3 separate regions of the Mus musculus genome follow, and regions 2 and 3 are each linked to region 1. A link is a contact called in public promoter capture Hi-C data. All regions are on one chromosome and are shown on one strand. Each heading gives the region's core, a stretch centred on a gene start, on an enhancer-like site or on the middle of the called end of the contact. The rest is flanking DNA. Distances are from core to core; before and after follow the strand shown. Region 1 holds the start of Trp53rka (transformation related protein 53 regulating kinase A). Region 2 holds the start of Pard6b (par-6 family cell polarity regulator beta). Region 3 holds the start of 2310001K24Rik (RIKEN cDNA 2310001K24 gene).

Region 1 (3,771 bases), core at 645-3,144:
GTCAAACTTGCACTTTATACTACCTGCCCCTGGAAATAGCAAAATAAAGAGGGTCCCTGCCACCCACCCTTAGTCACCAGCTTCCTGCTCTCCCGCCAAGTTACAGGGGCCAGTTGTGGACCAGCCTGTCTCTCATCTCTCCAGTCAACTCATTTACTCATTCAGTGCTTTAAGGTTTCCACCCACATCTCTAACGACCTTTTCAGCACTCAGGTAGACAAGAAACTGTCAATTCCACTTCCCCATTTGGTTGTTTAAAAAAAGTCTCACACACACACACACTCATGAAATATTTTTAAAAGGTCAAAATTTGAATCTAAACGTCCCTACCCTCAACCCCCCAGTCTCACTTAGTATCAGGCTTGCAGTCTCCTGTCTGAGCATCTGAGCACTGCACAGCCTCTGAGTGTTGGGATCACACATATGCACCATCCCTAAGACACTCTAGGCCAGTACCCACCTCTTTGGTGCTGAGGGAGAGATGGAAGCAATACAATCCCTGCCTTGTGAGTAGCTACACAGCAGGAGGGTGGGGGGCTCTGTGTGATGGGAACCACTCTAGCAGGGTAAAGTGTGTTGGGGGGTGGGTGGGTCATCAATCAAGCAGTTGAACGGCCAAAACCAAAGGGAATCTGAAACAGGTCTGGAAAGTAGAAAACCAGGGCTGATAACAGTTGAACTCACTCTCCTCATAGAGGCTAGGAAGGGCTTGTCTGGGGAAGTGACCCTGCAGTGGAGAATAACCTGCAGCTCTAGGTGATATGGAGCTGGACAAACATTTCCCTGCAGAGGAAATAGCAGGTGCAAAGGCTCTGTGCCGAGGGAGCATCATGGAGGATGGGTGGGGATTCTGGAGAGGGGAGGGTTTATAAGGGATGCAGGAGTCCATGGGCCCAGTTAAGGTTTAGGTCTTTCTTCTTAGCACAGTAGGGAGACACTGAAAGGTTTGAAGCCGCTTTAAAGAGCTAAACTCAGCCTGACTTAGCAAGCCTGGCTTTGGTCAGCACCTTTGCACAGTTAGATTTCTAAGGCAAGGGTTCAGATGGGTTTGGTTACCATAGAGACGGCTGGGTGGACACAAACAATTATGATAATGAAGCTACAGACTTGAGCACTGGGGGATATAAACGAACCGGGTTCTGGGTGCGCTTTGCTGGAAAACACATTTTGCCCACACAAAGGGTCTGATTATGAAAAGGGACCTGCCATGAATATGAACGAAACCCAGGGACCACAGAGCCAAGATGCTGGTGCCATAGCAACCCGGGACTCAAGGGCTTCTCTTCTGTATTTTCAACAGAGCCCCAAGGAGCGTGGGGCAGGGACAAGGGGGTCAAAGGCCATGTGAAGAGAGCCCTGTCCACCGGCACCGCGTAATCAGCCTCTTAATTCTGATAAGCCCTCACCCTAGCAGAACCAGGCAGCCTCATTCTGTAGTTGAAGATACCGGATCTGAGAGGGATGGTGCTGGCTGCTGACAGGCTGGTGCCAGGCATCAGGTGGCGTCTCCGGATAGAAAGCTTCGCCTAGTCCCTGCCTCCTTCCCGGCTTAGAGCATGTTTCCATAGACTGAAGTGGGACACGAGTTCAAAGCTAATCTGAGCTACACCGTGAGACTCTGTCTCAAAAAAAAAAAAAAAAAAAAAAAGGTCCCAAAGCCGGAGCATCACCGTGATGAAGAGTGAGAAGCTGTTGGCCTAAAGTTGCTGAGCGCTCACGAAGACAGACAGGGAAGGGCCAAGTCTACAGGTCCTAGAGGCTCCGCTGAGCGCGGAAAGGTCGCGAGGCGGAACCAAACTAGCAGGGTGAAGTGTGTTGTGTGGGGCGGTGTTAATGGCGGAAGAGGCCGGAGGATTTCCGAAGCGAGCGGAAGCGGCGCGGTCAGGGTCGGAAGGAGTCGGAGGCATGGCTGGCACGTCCTCGGAGGCGGAGGCCGAGGCGCTGGCCGCTGCGCGCGAGCGGAGCCGCCTCTTCCTGAGCGGCCTAGAGCTGGTGCAGCAGGGCGCCGAGGCGCGCGTCTTCCGTGGCCGCTTCCAGGGCCGCGCGGCCGTGGTGAAGCACCGCTTCCCGAAGAGCTACCGGCACCCGGAGCTGGAGGCGCGGCTCGGCCGGCGGCGGACAGTGCAGGAGGCGCGCGCGCTGCTCCGCTGCCGCCGTGCGGGTGAGGGGGGCCGGACGGGGCTCCGGGAGACGGGACAGACAGGGCTGCGGGAGACCAGTGGGACGTGAGAGACGGGGCTCCGATTTCTAGGGGACAGGATCAGATGGCAATGCTTAAGGACTCAAGGCGACAGTCAGGACGCCATTCTGTTTGGTTCGCGGGGCTTGTTTAGCGCTCGGGTCCCTCCGTTTCTCATTTCTCTGTTTCTGCTTACCGTCCTTCCCTCTCCATTTGGTGGTCTTAAGCAGTAGGTGTCCTGACAGGCGGGTGGCAGGAGCCGGGCTCTGTGGATTCACATTCTCCCTGCATTGTCTCCCTCGTAGCCATTCAGCGAGTCGTCTAGCCCAGTTACCTTGTATGTCACCGGAATCTCAGGGATATTGTGGTCATTAAAGAAGGCATATGCATCACATGTTCTTATGCTGACATAGTTCAGTAAATGTTTGATTTCATTAAATTGTTATTCTTTTCTTTAAAAAACATCCACACCCCCACAAAACAACAACAACAACAACAACATTACTCCAGAGAAAATGAGACTCAAAGAGGGGAAGTGCCTGAGGTTCCACAGCTACCAGGCAGCCTGTCTGTGGCCCAGAACCACCGAGCCTTTGCTATTTTTCTCTTTAATGGTTTTTAGGTGCCCACTGCCAGGACATTGATAGGTGCCAGGAGCCAGGGGAAATGCAGAAGTGAACAGGCCTGTGCTTTTCTGCCCTAGAGGGGCAATGGAGTTATAAAGAAGTGTTCATATATTCTCCTTTACCTTTTGTAAGTTTTATCAGACATGGGTGGGGGCTACCTTGGTACCCCAGTTTCTAGGAAACTGTTCTGAACTTGGTTGACATTCAGGAGAGACTCCTGGTGTTAACTGGAGGTTTTGTTACCACTTTACAGTTGTGGAGACTGAGGCATAGAGTAGCTAAGGGAACCTTGAGGTTTCACGCCTAATAAGGGATCTGAACCTGCCTGTTCCAGAGCACAGATGAGCCTGTAAGGTGACACCCTGCTTAGCCACTTGCCTGGTGACTGTCAGGTAGAAACTGCCCAGACTGCAGGATGCTTTCCTTCTGGCTTCTTGTTTTGTTTGTTTTTAGGGAGCAGCAATGAATTCCAGTCCTCAGGTGGCTTGAGAAAGGAGGAGCAAGCCTTGATACTTCCAGACTTACCCTGGCCTGGTCTCAGGCCGTAGTCCTGCAGGGCTTTAACAGGGCAAGCTCTGGATAAATTGTATCATTTTCCACAGTAGTCTAAACCCTGTTCCAAAGCTGTCTGCCTGTGCATGAAGCTGGCCTTCATGAAGATGCGTTCCCTAACCACGTGTGTCCATTGCAGGGATAGCTGCCCCAGTCGTCTTCTTTGTGGACTATGCGTCTAACTGCTTATATATGGAAGAAATCGAAGACTCGGTGACTGTTCGGGATTATATCCAATCCACTATGGAGACTGAAAAGGACCCCCAGTGCCTCTTGGACCTGGCCAGGAGGATGGGGCAGGTTCTGGCCGGAATGCACGACCAAGACCTCATTCACGGGGACCTCACCACCTCCAACATGCTCCTGAGGCGGCCCCTGGCGCAGCTGCACATCGTGCTCATCGACTTTGGGCTG
Region 2 (3,771 bases), core at 525-3,024, 2.6 Mb before region 1:
GTAAATTTAAAGAAAGTTACAGGTGTGTGTTGCTCGGCAGGGGTGCGGCGAACTGAGCTTGGGTGTCCTGCAAGAGCAGCGTACATTCATAAATGCAGTGCCATCTCTCTAACACCAACAGTCCTGTTATTATTACACAGACCTGTGTTTCAATCTAGTTCCTATCTGATATATAAATTCCTCCCACTCCTCCATTAAGACTGTGTCTGGCACTCTCTAGTTCTAGTCTCAATAGTTAGAGGAGATTACAAACAAAACAACAAAGCAAAAAAACAAAAAGAAAACAAACAAACAAAAATCCCCCCAAATTAAAAGCAAATGTAGATCTGTGATTCTTAGTTACAGAACTTTGCTCTCAAGCCCAGGAACCACAAAGGCTCCAGGTAGCTTTCCTCACTCACCCCACTTCCCGGACCGACATTCCCCCAGGGGTCCCTTAACCACCACGCTTCTTATTTTTGCAGTGGGTGTTCGATACACCGCTCCTTCTGTGTGTCTAGCCACAATTTTGCTCTAAATTCTCACGGTCAGCAATGCCCTCTACCACCGTTTTACAAGTTGCTCAGTAAAAAGCCATCGGCAAGACCTGGTCCTACAGCCGAGTTTGGGGGAAGTCACACCCTTTAAAAGCAGGGTTTCTTATCATTTCAGAACTCTCCGAGAACCAGGCTACATAATCCTGCCCCTCCTGGCCGTTCAAAGTCAGGAGAAGCTTGGCGACATGTTCCGGTGGCTACGGATCACCTTCAGATTCCATCTGAAAAGCCCCTTTTGGAAGACGGCATTCTCCAGCTAATCCCCACGGGCTACTCTGCTCACCCGGCCTTGGGATTGAGGAATCCCACCGACACTGAAGTCACTAACAGAAGACTGGCAGATCCGCCAAGGGGGAAAGCATTCCGAATGAAGAGTCGGAATGAAAACAGCAGCGTCTCAAATTGTCAAGCGCAGCACCAGAGTAAGGCGATAGCGCTAATTTCATAGATTAGACGCATACCAAAGTTAGGGCTGGAAAAAGAGCTCTCCTCCACTCGATGTACCCCCGAGCCCCAATAAAAGGTTATACGAGAAGACAACAAGGTGTTCCGAAAGCCTCTGGCTCGTGCCCGGGGTGAAGGGATCCCCCAAAGTTATCCCATCACCTTGCACTGGAGCGATCCTCATCCCACCCTAAAAGCAAGGCGGGAATATGAAGGATAGAAAACAGGGGCTGTGCTGCGGAGCAGACGCAAACGCCTCACATCGCCGCGCTCCACCAAGTTTCTCTCCTACGTGCTTCGGCCAGCAGCTCGCCCTCCGCCCGCGTTCCCACAGGGGCAGCCGAGGTCCACCATCCCGCCACTCTGCGTCCTCACGGGGCAGCCCCGCGTCGACCATCCCACCGGCCCTCGCCCCCGTTGCCCCGCCCGGCCGCGCACCTTGCTCTTCACCTCCATGGTGCCCAGGCAGCCGCTGCTCGCCCCGTGCCGGTGGCCGCGGTTCATGCTGAGTGCCCGGCCGCCGGCGGCCTCGTCGGGGGCCGGCCCTCGGGAGCGCGGGCGGCGGGGCCGCGGAGCGCGGGCTCGGGACTCGAAGCGCCGCACGGCGCCTCGTCACGGCACCTGCTGAGGTCCTCCCCGCAGCGCAGTGCCGGCTGCTCCGCGGCGGCCTGAGGGTCGGACTGCCAGTGCAGCAGGCGGGGACACCGGTCCCTCCCAGCGAGGCTCGGGGGCGGCGGCGGCCGCGGCGGTGAGGAGAGGGCGGAGCACAGCCCTACAGCCGCCGCAGCCTCCCTTATCCGCTGCCTCCCCCGCGGACGCGCGCCCGCGCGCTCGTGCACCGAGCTGGGCCGCGGCCGCGGCACGTGCGCGCGCTCACCTGCAGCTTCGGCGCGCGGCTTGCGCTCCGCCCACACCCAATGGGAAGCGCGCACCTGCGCCCGCGGCGTCAGCCAATCGGCACGCAGCCTGCGGGGCTCGCGCGGCCCGTGGGCGGGCCTCGTGGTTGGGAAGCCCCGCCCACAGCCCTCGCGATTGGTCCTGCCTTGCGAGGGAGGGGCGGGATCACCTGAAGCTCTGGGGCCTCTCTGGATTGAGCCGGGGGAGCAGTAGGACGCATGCGCCGGCTGTAGAGTTTCCGCCCCGAGAAGGCGATGGGGAAGGCCGGCCGGAAGCGCGAGCGCACCTGGACTGCCGTTCAGGAGGGTGTGTATTTTGCGCATGCGCGCGAGCGTTTTCGCCGGCTGGGTCGGGTCGGGAGCGCCCGTATCTTTAACGCGCCCTAGTCACCTGCTTGGAATGTGTGTACAGCCGTTCCCTTGCCGTGATGATGTGGGGTGACTGGGCATCTGGGGCCCCTCTTCGGCCTGAGCCCCCCCCCATGCTGCGGCTTCTTGGCGGCCCCCTGAAACTATTGTGGAAAGAGTTTCAAGTTTTCCCGCCTCTGCAGCAGTCATTAGAGGGAGAAGCTTGGGGGTCGGGGGTGGGGGGATGTCTAGGCCTGGAAACTGCACTTTCGTCTCAATCAGCGCTTCTCAACCTGTGGGCTCTTGACCCCAGGACGACTCTTCCTCCGGGGTCACCTGAGACCTAAAACACAGATATTTACATTGCGATTCATAACAGTAGCAAAATTACAGTTAAGTAGCTAGGAAAATCATTTTATGGCTGGAGGTCATCAGAATGCGAGGTCACAGCATTAGGAAGGTTGAGAACCACTGCTCTAGATCTTCCCTGTCCCGAGGGTGCCCTGGGTATCAGGAGAGGACCAGGGAGCTGAGGCCTGCGATGGTCCCCACAGGCCCTGGCTCCCTGCGGGCCTCACCATCCGCCCTCTGAGGCTGAAGTCGTCTCTCTGTGGAGCAATTTCTTGCCCGTTTGTTGTTTGCACCAACGCCAGCCTCTGGGCTGTGTTCTGTTCCCCCAGTGACCGAGCTGTGTCCTGGGGTAACAACACCAATTCCTAATCTCTGAGCGCCCCACACTGAGGCTGCTGCCTCTCTCTCTGTTTTGTTTACCCATTGGTCTTGCTGGTGCTAGGAGAAAAGTGAAAGTCTCCCTCGACGACCCTCCTACCCCACAGAGGGCTGAAGAGCTAGCTGATCAGGGGCCTTCACTCCTGCCCACTCTCCCCTTGGACCACAGAATCTAACATCTTTCCGCTGTGATGGGGTTCAGCTTTTCTATTTTCCTTCGTGCACGTGCACTTGAAACAGCGTTACTCTATGTACAATGAAAGCTACCCAGTGGCGGGGATACCCTGGCTTTGCTCAGTTGTTTGTTCACCCTGGGAGAGCCAGGCTCTTGTCATGCGCTCATGTATGTATTTGGGGACAAGAGGAGCCGAATCTGTGGCTTCTCCAGGCTACACCCTGTAGCTTCAAAGATAAGAAGCCCCTTTCCCCTTGAACGAATCTCTTCACCAGCTGTTGGTAGGCGATTTTAAGGTTTCCCTGGCCATTCTGGGGTGGAAGTCCTGGAGAGAGAGAGAGAGACTGTCCCTCAAGCTGAATCTCACACTGCCTTCCCAACCCATACCTGTGTGGTGGAAAGAAGATTTGTGGTTTTGAGGGGCAGCCACAGGCCCAGTACCCTGGTCAACAGCATCAGCCCAGCAGTTACAGCTCTTTGGGTCCCAGGACCCCTGAAACTAAACATTACAGGGAACCTCCAAGTTTGTGAATGCCTATGAGTGTTTATTGTATTGGAACTAAACCAGAAACGCGTTTAAAACAATGCACAATACATATTCCAAGCAGGTAAAGATGATGTCATCATTTGTCCTGTCTTTTGC
Region 3 (3,771 bases), core at 324-2,823, 2.0 Mb after region 1:
TGGCACTCCTCACTGTAAATATAACTCGCCGATGCTTACAATGTTATTGATTTTACTGGACATTTGTCTCCACGGTTCACCTGTGATTTCAGTTCAACCACACATTGACAAATGGAGTCACAGCTCAACGAAGACAGGTGATGACAGAACACAGGCCTGATTTGTAGCACTTGCCAATTTCCTTAGTGCAAATACTTCTATTGTGGCTGATTTCAAGCTTCCTGTGTGATATCACAGAAGGGAGAAGAGAGCACAGAGGTGTTCCCGGGAGGCACAATGGATACAGGTAGGCTCAGGCATAGATAAACCAGATGTGATGGGACATGCTTGTAATCCCAGCACCCAAGAGGGAGGCTGAGACAGGAAGACAACACAGGTTCAAAACCAGCCCTCTCTATAAAGTGAGTTCCAGGCCAGCCAGGGTCACGTAAGAGATCCTGTTTCAAAATAGACAAACAAGAACATAAATAATAATAGAACATAGTAAAATAATTAGAAAGTGATGGGTTTGAGTTTTCACCTTGATTTTAAAGTGCTAATCTATAAACTACAGTCACTAAGGAATAACTCATGGTTGGGAAGCCCTGACTTTGACACCTAACATTACGGGCTAGGAGCTTAGCTAAGGGACAAAACTGAGTGACTGAGTCACCAGTACCTCATGTGAGCTCTGCAAACCTTGGGAGCCCAAGATGTTCAGTCAACAACACAGTTGATTCATCCTTTTTTTTTTCAGCTGATTCATTCTTACATTTATTTACTTATCTATTTATCTGTATTTATTTATTTATTTAGTGTGTGTGTGTGTGTGAGAGAGAGAGAAAGAGAGAGAGAGAGAGCAACTTATGGGAGTTGCCTTCCACAATGTGGAGAGAGCAACTTATGGGAGTTGCCTTCCACAATGTGGATCCCAAGGACTGAATCCAGGTTATTTGGTTTGGCAACAAGTGCCCTTACTTGTCTCAAAACCCGAAGTGGCACATGACTTTAATCTCAGTACTCTGGAGGTCAAGTTTAGGGGATCTCTGAGTTCGAGGCCACCCTGGTTATACAGAATGAGTTCCAAGTCAGCCAGGTCTACTTGGAGAAACCCAGTCTGAAAACAAAACAAGTAAATAAGATTTAAATTTATTAATGACTTTGCAAAGAAATTTCATCTGAAAAACCCTATAACTGACCCAATATACGGAACTCCCAAACTAGCTCTTAAGAAAGGTGGGTCTCTTGTTTGTTTTGCAGATAAAGAAAGCGAGAATCCCATCCCACAAACATGAGGGGAGCAGGTTGCCCAGGCAAAGAGCAGCCTGCAGTGATCTCAGCCAGTAGCTTGGGGGCGATGAGTGGAAGCGGCGCAGGTAAATGCAGACCTGCACTCTGCAGAGACCCATCAAGGCCACTAGAGGGAGACACGCCCTCTAGGGGGCGGAGCTTGCAGGAAGCGCGCATGCGCCCAGAGGGGATGTGGTGGTGCCAGCTCGGGCGAAGGGTAAGACGGTGGCCGAGAAGGCTCTGGAAGGCGGACGGTAGCCGAGAAGGACCGGCATGGAGCACCTGGAGCGCTGCGCGTGGTTTCTCCGCGGGACGCTGGTGAGGGCGACGGTGCGGCGCCACCTGCCCTGGGCGCTGGTGGCCGCCATGCTGGCGGGCTCGGTCGTCAAGGAGCTGTCCCCGCTGCCCGAGAGCTACCTCAGCAACAAGCGCAACGTCCTCAACGTGTGAGTGCATCGGGCTCCGGGCCCCCGCGCCCCAAGAAGCCAGTTGGATGCTGGGGCAGGCGAGTCATCGGGAGGGAGCCCTGTCTTGACAGGCGCGTCCGCGCGCGTGTCGCGACACTGGGACCCTGGGAAAGCAAGTGACATTCGCGCCTAGTATGTGAGCATTCCGATAGGAGGATCGAGTCGGTGACGGGTGGGTTATAAGTGACAGTGGGTACATTGGAGCGGCTATTCCCCCGCCCCCAGAGTTAGGCGCTTGCCCCTGTCCTGTTCAGGGAGATGTCACCTTCCTCTTGCCGGCTAGTCAGACACCCCTCTCTTAACCACTGTGGCAAAAATCCCACCGTTGACTTAAAGAACCACCTCTAGACCCACCCACCACCCCAAGAGCTTTTGCCATCCCTGCCCCATGTTAGTAGAAGCAAGCGTGAAACCTTTCACTCTGGTGACCTTTCTCCTGGATCTCCTTGGACTTTCTCAGTACTCTAAAGTGCATGGCAGTCACCCAGGAAAACAACCCCAGCCGATCTCGTTGGGACATCTCTCAAACTCCACTTATTTCTTTCCTAGTCCTTTAGAAACACTTACATCGTAAGTTTATTGCACAACACTCCGTTGGAGCTAGACAGGGAGTTTGGAAGATGAAATTGCTCCATCCATGTGAGCTTAATGCTTCAGACTAGTGAGTGTCTCCAGCTTGTGGACAATCTGCCTCTCTTGTTAATCTACTTCAAACCCGGTTTTCTCTTTTGGGCAACTGAGTCAGGTTTCTGACAGACCTTGGTTTTAACGAGGCTTTCCTTGTCAAGCCTGTGAAGGTTTTAGTAATGGGCCCTTTGGTGGCGTCTGAGAAACTACTGGAACCTAGGGAAGAAGAGCCCTGTCCTTGGCCCACCTTCATCCTTCCCCACTCGTAGTGGCTGGTCTAAGAATAGAGTGTAAGGGTGGTAGTTGTTCCAGATCTCTTTGGTGGGTGTTTTCTGCCCAGATCTCCAGGTCAGCCACCTTTCATGAGCTCAGAGGAGGCAGACATGGCAGATGTTGCTGTATCTGGCCTAATGAACCAGGAGCCCAGCAGCCTGGCACGCCAATTGTTTAGGGGTAGCCATGGATTCTAATGTTTTGTTCCAAGACATGATGCTGATTAATGGGAGGGAACTGGCAGTGACTCACTGGATCTGGAAGAGATTTTAAAAACGGTTTGGTGCCTTTGGCTTTTCTAGCTGAGGGAACTGAGGCCTGAAGATAAATAAGAGTCAGAATCAGGATTCAAACCATGGTCTTGTAGCTTGAACTAAAGCTTGCTCGCTTTCTTTCTTTCTTTTTTTCTTTCTTTCTTCTTTTCTTTCTTTTAAAGATTTATTTAATGTATATGAGTACGTTATAGCTGTCTTCAGACACACCAGAAGAGGGCATCAGATTCCATGACAGATGGTTATGAGCCACCATGTGGTTGTGGGAATTGAACTCAGGACCTCTGGAAGAGCAGTCAGTGCTCTTAACTGCTGAGCTATCTCTCCAGCCGGTAAAGCTCTTCCTTATAAGACTTACCAGCTTTGTAGAATAGAACACTAGTGTGGTCGAACAGACATGAACTTTGGGGCTGTGTAAAGTGTGGCTCAATCTGTTTGCCGTTGTGTATGTGGCCTTGGCAAAGTTCAGTTTTCTGAGCCCCCAGAGCTATCTGTGAAATGGATCAAATGAAGGCCGGCCATACAAACTCAATTGATAGAGTGCTTTCGTAGCATGCACACAGGTTTGAACCCCAACACCACATAGAACTGGATGTGGTGCCTATAATGGCACTACTTGAGAGGTGGAGGCAGGAGGGTCAGAGTTCAAGACTATCCTCAGTTGCATAGGCAGTGTGAGACAGCCTGGGCTATACTTAGAAAAAAAAAAAAAGACCGACCCCTTCCTCCTCAGCTAATTGTGAATGTGTGCGAACACACCTGACATTTGATAGACGCTCAGCGACTGCTTTCCTGAGAAAGTAACCTAACTGGAAAATTTCAGATCCTGGATTTGAACTTCAATCTTACCACTATGACCTCCA

The links. Promoter capture Hi-C pulls out the DNA fragments that hold promoters and counts their contacts.
Region 2: a contact with region 1 is called in a promoter capture Hi-C map of pre-B cells, with 4 times the contacts expected there. The contact joins the promoter of Pard6b here to the promoter of Trp53rka in region 1. A contact is called at or near these places in 2 of 39 promoter capture datasets (liver and pre-B cells).
Region 3: a contact with region 1 is called in a promoter capture Hi-C map of pre-B cells, with 2.8 times the contacts expected there. The contact joins the promoter of 2310001K24Rik here to the promoter of Trp53rka in region 1. A contact is called at or near these places in 2 of 39 promoter capture datasets (liver and pre-B cells).

What each region holds. Positions count from the first base shown.
Region 1 is chr2:165,491,437-165,495,207 of GRCm38.p6, reverse strand. Trp53rka (transformation related protein 53 regulating kinase A) reads left to right here and starts at 1,894. Exons shown (of 2, transcript NM_001007581.1): 1 at 1,894-2,161; 2 at 3,497-3,771. The coding sequence starts at 1,906.
Region 2 is chr2:168,079,007-168,082,777 of GRCm38.p6, reverse strand. It overlaps Pard6b (par-6 family cell polarity regulator beta), which reads right to left and starts at 1,774. Exons shown (of 3, transcript NM_021409.2): 1 at 1,419-1,774. The coding sequence starts at 1,484. It overlaps Gm39990 (a long non-coding RNA gene), which reads left to right and starts at 2,052. Exons shown (of 2, transcript XR_867010.1): 1 at 2,052-2,278; 2 at 3,018-3,771.
Region 3 is chr2:163,470,347-163,474,117 of GRCm38.p6, reverse strand. 2310001K24Rik (RIKEN cDNA 2310001K24 gene) reads right to left here and starts at 1,573. Exons shown (of 1, transcript NR_028122.1): 1 at 1,115-1,573. Fitm2 (fat storage-inducing transmembrane protein 2) reads left to right here and starts at 1,489. Exons shown (of 2, transcript NM_173397.4): 1 at 1,489-1,715. The coding sequence starts at 1,543.